Regions from separate parts of the Anser cygnoides genome. Here region 1 is linked to region 2. A link is a contact called in public Hi-C data. All regions are on one chromosome and are shown on one strand. The core of a region is the stretch at or near the end of the contact, and the rest is flanking DNA. Distances in the headings are between cores, read along the strand shown. Region 1 overlaps SCAMP4 (secretory carrier membrane protein 4). Region 2 overlaps TCF3 (transcription factor 3).

The links. A called contact is a pair of places that touch in the nucleus more often than the background predicts.
Region 1: a contact with region 2 is called in a Hi-C map of liver, with 2.4 times the contacts expected there. The contact joins two enhancer-like sites. A contact is called at or near these places in 2 of 7 Hi-C or Micro-C datasets (both in liver).

The regions. Positions count from the first base shown.
Region 1 is chr27:5,254,938-5,260,704 of Taihu_goose_T2T_genome, forward strand. SCAMP4 (secretory carrier membrane protein 4) reads left to right here. Exons shown (of 8, transcript XM_066983724.1): 8 at 1-2,579. Among named protein-coding and RNA genes, the nearest start is that of CSNK1G2, 3.4 kb to the right of the region's middle. Within about 2 kb of position 1,819, at least 2 of the 3 cell types and tissues checked have open chromatin away from gene starts, as enhancers often do. A contact at or near this core is called in liver, where this site is marked.
Region 2 is chr27:4,966,480-4,971,909 of Taihu_goose_T2T_genome, forward strand. It overlaps TCF3 (transcription factor 3), which reads right to left. Exons shown (of 22, transcript XM_066984016.1): 4 at 2,985-3,058; 5 at 1,781-1,877. Among named protein-coding and RNA genes, the nearest start is that of TCF3, 38 kb to the right of the region's middle. Within about 2 kb of position 2,737, at least 1 of the 3 cell types and tissues checked has open chromatin away from gene starts, as enhancers often do. A contact at or near this core is called in liver, where this site is marked.

The sequences.
Region 1 (5,767 bases), core at 569-3,068, 290 kb after region 2:
TGATCTGGAATTTTTCACTCTAAGGGAAACGCAACACCTGAATTACCTGGTACTAGTGATATTGAAGGTATTTGTAAAATCTACAGCTTCATTTGCTTGCGCTTTCGGGTGAAGAATCCTTTAGATAACAGCGCTTGCTGCGGGTGAGCGTTGTTCAGATACTAAGTCCACAAGAGTCCTCATTTGCCTGGCTAGGACTATTGTTATGATAGAAGTCTTGCTTTCCCTGCCTCCAAAAGTTTTTGCTAGATCCGTGTGCTGCGGAGATGCAGATTCATCTCATTTTGTTACTGATTGCTCACTAAAAGCCTGATTCAAAGCCCACTGGAAACTATTGAAAAGCTGACTGCTGTTGGGCTTTGGACCTGGCTGCCTGGGTGACGTTCACCCCTTTCCAGGCAGGCAGCGCGAGATCTCTGTGCCATCTAAATTCCAGGTACGTGGCGTCAGGATTTTTGTGCTGACCCAATACATGCCGTACTGGACACGCCTTGTCCTGTTGGGACACCTTTTTTTTTTCTGGGCTCCTGGCCAGTAGCTGGGTGCCAGCTAACTATTGATCTCAGTGCTGGGGCCCCAGTGTGGTTTGGGAGTAATTCCATTACAACTGATAAATTGAATTCTGCCTTCTACCGACGCAGTTAAAATCCAACCGTTCTGCAGTGAGCTGTCTCAGAAAGCTCGTTAGTCCTCGTAGCTGACGCTAGCTGTGCAGAGCTGGTACGTGTCTGCGTCGCCAGCAGTGATTTCCTTCCCTGTACGAGCAGGGGGAGAGAGGTTCTTGCCTTTCCCCAGGAATCAGCTGAAGAGAGGATAACGCTCTTGGGAGGGGTTGTTTCCCCTGAGAGCTAGCATTAGTCTCATCACTCATCTTCATCTCATGCATGTACATCAGGACTCCTGGAGCCTGAGCCATCCAATTCCCCTGTGTCCTAAAATGATCCAAGCAGCAAAGGCTGCAGTCTTTTCCTTTCCTTCAACAGCCTGCTAGGAACTTTCTCAAACCTGTTAAAACTGGGAGGTCAGTTCCCGATATTTTTACAGGGAGTTGAGTGTTCAATGTTTGCAGCTCTGGGAATTTCAACGGACAGTGAAGGGCAGAGTGCTCCAGTCTGGAGACTTGAGAGGTGTGGGGCACCCTGAGAGTCAGGCCCAGAGCCTGGCCAGTTGTAGGAGGTGACGCCAGAGGTGTTACACTGGAAGTGGAGTCACTCCACGTCCACACTAAATAACTGGAAAGCAAAATTGGCTCCTGGAAAGGGACAGGGAGGTTGTCCTTGCTAGGTGGAACTGATTTGCAAGTGGTCTTTTGAAAACTGTCTCTACATGTGCCTTATCTAATAAAATGTTAGTTCATGAAGGAGAACTTTTCCTTCCCCACCCCCCCGGCAAAACTTCCCATTCACTCTATTAACTTTTCCCGTGTCATACTGTAAATACTAAGTGAAGTACAGCTTGGAGTCTGCATGACACCTTTGTTACTAGGGCCAAAGCAAAAGCAAACATTAATGGGAGGTCAGAGCCTCCGCGAACTTCAGTTTACAAGCAACACTGACCCCCTGCTGCAGAGCCAGCCTTTTGCTGGCTCTGCCTCATGCTTCAAACACAAGGGTGATTTTTTTTTTTTCTTGCGAGTGTGCAATGTGCTTGTAAGTACAAATGCTTGATGCCTTCTTAATAGAATACGACCCGGTCGTGTTGTCAAGCTTTTAGGTGCCTTTGTCTTGTGTCAAGTGAAATTTTAAGTGTTCTTTGTCGCTTGCCATCAGAGAGTGATAAAAGAACTGCCTGTCGATGAACTCCCTGGAAATACGATTGCGCTACGGGGGAGCGAGGTGAGGTGAGCGGGGCCGCACTCGAGGGTGGCCGTGCTTGGGGGCCCAGACGCGGGGTGCCCGTGGAACGCTCTCCTCTGGCTCTGACCCCTGCCATCCTCGGCCTTTTGCCAAATTTTTTTTCAGCAGAAATTGCAGTCTTTCTTTTTTTTAGTGTTTCAGGTTGGAGATTTCAATTGAACCAAGAGGAGAAGCGTTGCCAGGGGACTCCTGAGTCCGGCTTCTCTTTTTCCCCTTGGATAACCCGGGGGTCTCTTTTAAAGCACCCATCCTCACATTTCCAACCTTCTTGATGCGGTGAGGGGTGTGTACTTAGGAGCCTGCAAACCAAAATGGTTGGAGGCAGACACCAATATCATGATCCATTAGCAAACACTGCCTGAGATTTCTAAGGAGCTTAAATGAAACCTCCCTGGACGGGAGCTGCCATCTCCAAACACATCGCCCCCCTCCATCCTCTTAGATGCCAGAAACCGTAATTCCAGAAAGTTGACTCAACACGTTGCCTGAACTGCTGTGGCTTTTTTTTTCCGACTCCTCTGTATGTTTTTTAATGTTTACATTAGATTTCTAAGACTCCTTAACACCATTAACCTGGACCTGGCTCCCGGTTTCGTTCGGCATCATGCGGCATGTACGTGTGCGATGTTTCGTGTCACTTGTGGGGCTCTGGTTTTTGTTTGTGTTTTTCTTCTGATCACAAGACAATAAATGCTCATCCTGTGCTTGATGAGAAGAACTGGCTGCATTAGAGAAGTGTGTCTGTTCCTAGGTAACCAGAGTTATCTGGCAGAGGGAAATGGCGAAATCTCTGTTTTCTTCCAGTCTCCCACCACTTTTTTTTTCCCTTAAAAGAACAGCACGTTTATGGATGAGGCTCACCCTCTTGCTGGGGACCACCACAAGAGTTGGCGTGCTGTAGTTTGTGTTCTTGCAGATGCCTGACAAGTGTTTTACACCGATGTTACCATTATTCTCATTTCTTAGCTATGGAGAAGTGCAGGTGATGGGGCGCGCCGGGGTTGAACCCTCCTTCCTGGCCTCTCCTTAGCAGCACACGTTCACATTGGCCCTTTGCAGTGCTGGCCTCTGCCTTGTCTGGTTTGCTGCCTGGAAAGATCCCGTCATTCCTGGGGCAAACAGGCTGTCTGACAGCAAAGGTGAGTTGCATCACTCTATTTAGTGTGCAGCTGGATTTACTGCCCCAAATGATGCTATCCTGGCTTCATACCCCAGCTCTGCTCCATAGCGGATTCGTAATCCTAGAAGAGCTGTTTTCATCTCAGCTGCTCGATCCCACATCTGCTAATCTCAATGTTTTCTTCATCTCCAAAGCCTTGTGCCCCCTCTGCAGCCATTAGCATCTCACCTTCGCTGGCAGGAGACTGCATAGTCCTCATGTTCACAAAAGTCTCACAGCAGCACCTTTTCCCTGAGCTGTTTTGCTCCAAGCATGCATGGGGCAGGTTGGCATCACCTCCTGCAAATACTGCCGGCTCTGCCCGCAGCCGGGCTGCGCTGGGCTCTCAGAAAGTCGATGGCAGCTTTGATGTATTGGCCTGAGCACGATTCAGTGAGGCAGCAGGGTCAGACGGAAAGCCCCAGGCACTGGTTTAGGTATTAAATAGCATTTAGGGGGCTGCTGGTTGTCTGCACCCTGAATGTCCGTCTCTCTGCTCCTGGCTGTGTTATGGAAGTGTGAAATCAGGGATTTCCAGCAGCTGCTTGCTGCTGCATCCATCACATGGTGAGTATGAGGATGAAACAGCTTTTACTCAGATTCTTGCTCCAAGCCCTCAAAATCTTTGCAGGAGGTGCAGGTTTGAGCTCCTGCTGCTGCCACGAGCGGGGCAGGTCCCTGGTGCTTGGGTTTTCCTCCGCCGCACACCTTGGACGAGAGCCGGAGCTCAGGGGCTTGGCAGGAGCAGGGGGCAAGGTTCAGTGGGGATGGGGCAGTGGCTGCGCCGCCAAGCTTGGCCCCACAAAAAGAGCTCCCCAAAAGTCCCACGGACCCCCACATTGGGGTGGGGGCTCTTCCCTTTGCGCTCCTGCTCCTCCGGCTGGAGCCCTGTGGCTGTGTGGGATGGGATGCTGTGAGTGGCCTCGCTCTTTCTTCTTTTCTTTTCTTTTTTTTTCTTGGCCGATTCTTAGTGGATTTCTATCACTTTGGTGCCATTTCCCGGGCCCTGAATGCAAATGCTTCAGCAGAAACACTACACTGCCTGCTCCGAGCAGCTTTTTCCTCTGTATGAGTTACAGCAGTCGTTTTTTTTGTGTTGCCTGCTTGCGAATTAGCCCTAATTAACTCGTGCCCTGGGGAGGAGGGCAGGGTTCAGAGCTGGATGCTTTCCCAACAGAAATTCCCTGGCTTTTCTCACTAACTCGCTGTGCTGAGCCGGTTCCATAGCATGAGTTGTAGAGGTCTCTGCAGCCCACACCTGGCACACCATGTATTCCCTGCCAAGTTACGGCATGCTGGAGATCCAACTTTAAATAAAATCAGAACTCTTTACTTTCTTGTCTCCTGACCCAGAGGATGGATAAATTATCAAGCCAAATGTCTGGACAACTCATGTAGTCTCCTACATGAAATCACCTTTTTCCCCCCTTTCCCTTCCCCCCCCAGCGCAGCGGGATGCAGTGTTAAAAGCCCCCAGACTCTGTAGGATCACAGGCCGGGGCCGTAGCAGGCTGGGAACCCATCAACATCACCCCACGCTCAGCTCCTGCCTCGGGGCCGAGCCCAGGCTGCTCTCGACACACGCACCGTGTGCTGAATGGTGCCAGGGCCCGTCAGCACCGCTGCGCCCGCTGCGTCGCAGCCCCGCGGGGTGACGAGGTGAAGCGGGGCCGTGCTGGGCAGAGCTGCGTGTGACTGCTCGCAGGGTGTCACCAAAAGGGACGCAGAGGGGAAAAAAAGGGGATGCGGCGGTCTGGGATGGTGCGAAAGGAAAAGGGGAGGGCGGCTCTGCTGCTGGGGACTTTGGGAGAAGCGTTACCTCCAGCTGCGGGGCACAGATAACGGCCCTCCTGCACCCTCCTGCGACAGCAGGAATCCCCGCGCCGGGGACGGAGCTGCCAAAGGGCAGGGCCCAGGGGTGGCAGGATCCCCGTTTGGCTCGCGGTGTTGCTTGTTCCGTGGTCCTAATTCTCTGATGTCACCATTCTTCTAGAAGCAAACACATGCAGGGGAAAAATACCTCGGAGGAGCGGTGCGAGGCGGGAGGGGGGCTCACCAGCAGGAGCACTTCTGCGCAGCTGGGAGAGAATTGATTCAAGCAGCTGGGGTGGCTGACATGGGCGGCTGGGGGGACGGTGGAGCCTGAGGACCGGGTTCTCCCCAGACCACCCCAGCTCCTTTGCCAGGTATTTGGGGGCGAGTCTGCCCCGTGCCATGACGTCGATGAGAGCAGCAGGACCCCACGGGGCGCCTGCTCCCCCTCAGCGCCAGGGTCGCTCTCAGAGGCTCGGGGAGGGACGGCGGCTGCGTGCCGTGGGGAGGCAGCGGTTCTGGCCGCGGGGAGCGGCGTTCTGCGGCTGAATTACGTGAATAAACCCAAAATGGACCAAAGTGACGGGCTGGGGGGGGGTGGTGGCAGCAGGGCTGGGCCCCGCCTGTCCCTGCAGGTCCCCGAAGCAGGGCCACCCCCTACAGCTGTGCACTACACTTTGGTTGATATATATATATACACACCATATATATATATATGTATATATCTCCCTGATGTATGTGTATATATGGTATATGTGCATATATGTATATATCTCCCTCATATATATATGTATATATCTCCCTGTCCTGAACTGGGGCCGTCCCCTACAGCTGTGCACTACAGTTTGGTTGATATATATATATATATGTATATATATGTATATATCTCTCTGGTATACGTGTATATATGTATGTATCTCCCTGTCCCTGCAGGTTCCTG
Region 2 (5,430 bases), core at 1,487-3,986:
CTCCACCTGTGGTCTTCCTCCAGCCTGTCATTCTCAGCACAAGAGCACGGAGGCTAAGCAAAACCGATTTATTTATTTTGGAACCTGCTCCAGGAGCCGGTGTTTTCTCCTTTAACCGCATTCAATTTTAGGCACAAAAGAGACTTTGAAACATCCGGAGGTCCCTGCCCCTCCTGTCTGCACTTTCCCGGCCCCCCCACCCCAGCTCCCGTCCTGGTGGCGGGGCTCTGGGTGCTGCGCCCGAGACCTCGCACGGGCAGCAGGAGGGCTGGGGGCAGCGCAGGGCGCTGGGTGCCACCGCTTCGGTGGCAGCTGCTGGAAGTCACCGCCGGGGCGGAGGCGGCTCCGGCTCCACGTGCTGGGGACCGGCTGGGTTCGCAGCCCCGTCGGGGAGTGCCGCGGTGCTTGCCAAGCACCGGGAGCCCTGGCTTTGAGAGGAAGCCAAACGCGTCTTCCCTGCACACATCAAAGGGGAAACCTCCGTGTTCCTCCCCGGGCAGCTCCTTCTCGGCTGGAAGCTCTCAAGGCTGCCTCTGCCCCCGGCATGGGATGGGCTGGGAGGGGTCCTCCCCCCGCGCACACCCCACGAAACCCTGCTGCATTACATCAAGGCTCCCCTGCCTTATTAAGGAACATCTCTCCTACTTTGCTTACATCCTCCTGGGGCAGAAAATGAGAAGAAACAACCGCCCGCGCAGAGGGAGCCACTCGGAAACGCTCTTCCACCTTTGGAAGGCGAAGGACAATCGAACGTCCCGCCCCAGCAGCGAGGAGTTTAACGGGGGGAGCGGGGCTAAGGATGAGCCCCATGCCCCAGACACGGGCCAGGAGGAGGAAGCGCGCTGACAGCCACTTCCCAGTGCTGCCCCGCTCTTCTCTTCCCCTTTCTGACCAGCTCTGGAGGAGGAACCTCAGAGCGTGGTGGGGATTTTCTGCTTCAAACACAATTCCCTCTGCTAACCCCACCCTTGCAACCACGAGCGCTTGCTGGAGGGCTCGAGCCACCACTGCATGGGCAAAGGTGGGGAGGACTAACCCCAAATCCTGGCCTAATGTCATTAGAGCTCTCTAAGACCTTCAAGATGGCTATTTTCTGCTCTTAATCTCTCTCCTTCCACCCCCAAGCTGGGAGAGGGAACCGGGTACATCGTGGCACGCACCCCAGTCCCGCAGGATCACGGTCCCTGGCACAGCGAGGCGTGCTGTCCCTTGTTTTGCCCGGCACAAGGAGCTGAGGAGCTGGATGAGGGATGGAGGAGCCCTGCAGAGGGCTCTGCCCGAGCAGGACACAAAAAGAGCCCCCCCCGAACCCCAGTGCCTCAAGGAAGGAGCACCCTGGCTCTCTGCCCATGGCAGCAAGGCTGGAAGGCAGAGCATCCCGCCACCACGAGCCTGTTGCAAGACCTTAAGCATGGGCTGCGTCTATTCCCCCCCCGCATGCCTTTCCACCCCTGATTACCAGCTCCTTGAGAGCAAACTCAGCCCTTCCCGTGCCAGCGCAGCAGGCATCAATCTCTGTTATCGCCCTCGGGTGCTACTGCAGAACAGGGAAAAATAATCACGCACATAAAATCCAGAGGCTGCCGCGCACATCAGGCACTGACGAGACCCTCTGGCCAGCAGCCCCTTTAACCACAGCTCCGATAGCCCCTTCTGGAGCGGGTGCGATGGGGGAAGCAGGAGCGCTGGGCAGCGCAAACGCTCCCGGTAAGCACGTACCGCTCCCTGTTAGATCGCCCCGGTTTAATCCCACCCCTACGGGGCAGCGGAAGGCACTTACCCACTAGTCCAGGTCCCAGGAATGGTGATGAAGATATGCTGTTGTGCGACGGCAGGTCCCTGTGCTCGCCGTAGTGGGGGCCTTCACCATAGCTCTGCTGAAGCAACACGGACATGATCAGCGGGTGCCCGGGGACGCTGAGCCAAACACGCAAGGCGTGCGTGGGTATCGACCTACACGCGTGCCCGACCTAACGCGGCGCGACGCTGCCTGGTGCTGCACGACCTGATGCCGGGGGGGGAGGAAGGAAAAAGACCCGAGCTGCTACTGTATGGGCAGTCCCTGGAGAGACCAAAAAACCCCAATCAGCCCCCAAGTCGCATCAGCGCACCGCACAAACTGGAGAGGCCGGGCTGTTGGGGCGCAGTGCCTCTCGCAGCGCGAAGGGTCAAAGTCAAAGGCAGCTCGCGAGCAGGGCACAGAAACGATCCCACCCTCGCGGCGGGGAGCGGGCAGCGCAGCTGCAGCGTTTGGAGGGGACGTGGCACCAAGGCAGGGACACAGGGAGGCTTTGCCCCATGCTGGTGGCTCCTGAACAGTTTCTGCCTTTGCTCAGCGGCTCAGCACCCGCCAGGTGAGAGGCAGAGAGCCCCAGAACCCCCCCAAGCCGGGGGGGCAGAGGGGGAGAGGAGGAGGTCTATAAAAATGAGAAATGATACAGCGCCTGCTCTGCCACTGACCTAAGGGAAGGGAACGGTGTCATTGCGAAAACGAATCACACAAACCCATTAAAACATGAGCATCTGTCAAAAAAACACCATTTCAATTAAGTTAATGTCTTTTCTCTCTTCCCCTCCTCAGGCCCCAGTTCTGTGCTGCTGCAGCCTCGGCTGCTTCCCGACAAAATCCTCCCAGTTCTCCCCATCCTCAGCCCCATTCGGGGCCCTCCCCAACCCCGCCGCGCTGAGCCCTCTTCTCCCCATGCCCAAACCCGAGCATGGGGAGAGGGAAGACCGCAGGCTCCAGGTCTGGGCGAGGTTTTTGCCCTCTCCAGGGGCACCTCAAAGCAGCAAAGCCTGCGGGGATGAGGTCGGGGCCCCTCTGCCCGCGGTGCCCCCTCTGGTAACAGAAACAACACTCAAAACGGGGCAAAAAAAGCTGTTCCAGGGCTAGAGCCAACCTGGGCACAATGTGCGCACTGAGAGGCCATCGCAAAGCCCCAGTTTATTTTCATTTGAGCTCGGTGTTTGTGCTTTATCCTTACCCTTCCTTGGTCAAATGTGGAGCTGTTTTGATCTCCCGTTCCCCAGGAACCTGATCCCGGTCTTTCATCCAAACCTACCGAAAAACAGGAAGAACAAAGGTTACTCTTGCTTTATCAGCAAAGCCTCAAAGGTGTTCTCGCAAAATTAACTCTTCCTTCTACAAACAAAACAATATTTTCATTAATAAACCACTTCCACTTGGCGTGACCGATCCTCCCCTCTCCATCCCCACCTTCCCACTTCAGCTGGGAGTTCAAAGCCGATCCCACCGCAGCCTGGAAAGGCTTCAAAACACGGGGCAGTGGGAAGAGGAGAAACGAGTATTTTACCTCCGCGTTACCCCGCGGTGCCGAGGAGCCTGCTCTCCCCGAAGCCTGATGTTTAACAGGGCTGCAAATTAAGAACCGATCGCGCCCATCCCGGTGCTCCACGGGACCCGATTTTTGCTTGTGAGCAGCGTGCAAGCAGACTTGCCCACTGCTGGATCATGGGCTAAAAAACTCTGTTCTCCATCAAAAGAGCACACAAGCCTGAAAGAGCCTCGGGTGTGACGTGCTGGGGCACACCGCTACCTGGGGCTCACGCTTGTTCAAGGCTACTTTTGATGTAAGCCCCGTGCTCCTGCAGAGGAAGGTGCGCGGACGCTGCGGCTCCGACCAGAGCCTGCTCCCACCCGGGTAATTTTTAGCCCTCCGAAGCGTGTCCCGCGCAAAGGTGACTCAGCCCAGGATGGCAGCGGCCCAACGGGAGGGGTTTTGCAACGTGCCTGCTCGCAGGCTGCGGTAGGAAACCGTCTCCTTTCATCGCCTGCCAGGTCCGCCCAGGCTGTGCCTCTTGGGCGACCAGCACACGAGGTGCCCGAGGGAGGTGGCCGGCGTCCACCGGGACAGAATCGCCCGGGGAGCCGCAGCAGCCGAGCTCCGCGGTTAAATCGGGCGCCGCGACTGCACGGAGGAAACTTCTCCTGGCAGGCGAGGCTGGAGCCCTGGCCCGGCCGAGCAGTGGGATGTCCAACCCGGCGTGCGGTGGATGGGAGCTAGCACCCAGGGCTCACGTCTGAGGCATCACGAAGCCAGAGCGGACAGGATCCTGCACCCACGGGTGCCACGGGAGACCGGCACGAGGCAGAGGCCGTGCCTCCTCCACCTGCTTTCACCCTGGTGGGCCAGAGCTGGGTCGGCTGCGGGGCTGCTGGGGAGAGCCCCCGAGCCCACAAGAGGGTTGGAGCCGCCTCTGCCTTGAAACTGTGCACGGACCCCGTCCCCATCCCCGAAGCCGGGGGCTCCGTGGGCTCCCCCTGCCCCGGCCAGCTCCGTCAGGGTGCCAGCAGCCCGGGTGCCGGCAGGATTTACGGGACATTGGGCTCCCAACAGAGCGGCCCCGACAGGAGGAACTGGGGGAGCAGCGAGGGCTGGGCAGTTTCAGGGCGCACTCTGCCTGCATTTTAGCAAAGCTGATTATTATGGCAAACACGCCACGTATTTGTCTCCTCCGCTCCCCTTACTGTTCATTTAACCAGAAACTTCTTTCAAATTACATCCTTCTATTTCTGTGCCTTTGTGTTAATCATTTCCCCAGAGAATTGGTGTTTAATTGCTGTCTAATTTGCATAATTATGCATATTAATCTCTACACCTAATGAATATTCATAATTCTCATTTAGATTTTGTTTTCTAATCAAAAATTTCCAATGTGATTACTGTGCAGAGCAGGGATAAGCCTCTAATAATACCTTGGATACTAGGGAGAATTACTGCCAATTCTCCCACCTCCTACTTCCTAGAATAAACTTTTGCTTTGCTAATGTGTTTTTCTAAAGCAATTCATCTGCATACCCCGCAAACACCAGTGGAGATCGGGAGGCAGAAAGGCTCCTTCTATTCACTTTGCTTTCCCGGGTACTTTTTGAGCATCCCGGCAGTCGGGGTGACGACGCAAGCAGCAACCGCAGCCTCAGCCACCCCTGGCAAAAACTCAGCCCCTCGTGCTGGAAGGACAAGGACGGTGGCATGCCCCGGTGGCTGCAGCCAGCGAGACCCCCCCGGCCCTTCTCCAGCCCCCCCGAACCAAGAGGAGCCGCCCCAGGGGGGGATGCTCAATGGGGCAGCCTCCTTGGGGGGGGGGCTCTGGTGCCTGGAAGCCCGCGACGAATTTTTGCCAAAATCCCCAATAATAATAATAATAATGACAAAATAAAATAAAAAATCAAAATTCACTGCCAGGCTTGCCCAGGGAAGGAGGGAGGAGGCGGGGGCTCAGTACAGGGGGGAGCACCAAAGGGCCCGCTCGGTGCCTGAAGGCTCCAAGAGGCTCCGGTGCCGACAAAGCCTGGGGGGAGCCGAAAGGGCCCTTGTGCCTCCAGGCATCCACGGGGCTGCGGTGAGCTGAGGCTATCGCTCTCGCATCCGGCCAGCAAAGCCAGCGGCACGCAGCCCAGCAGCAGGC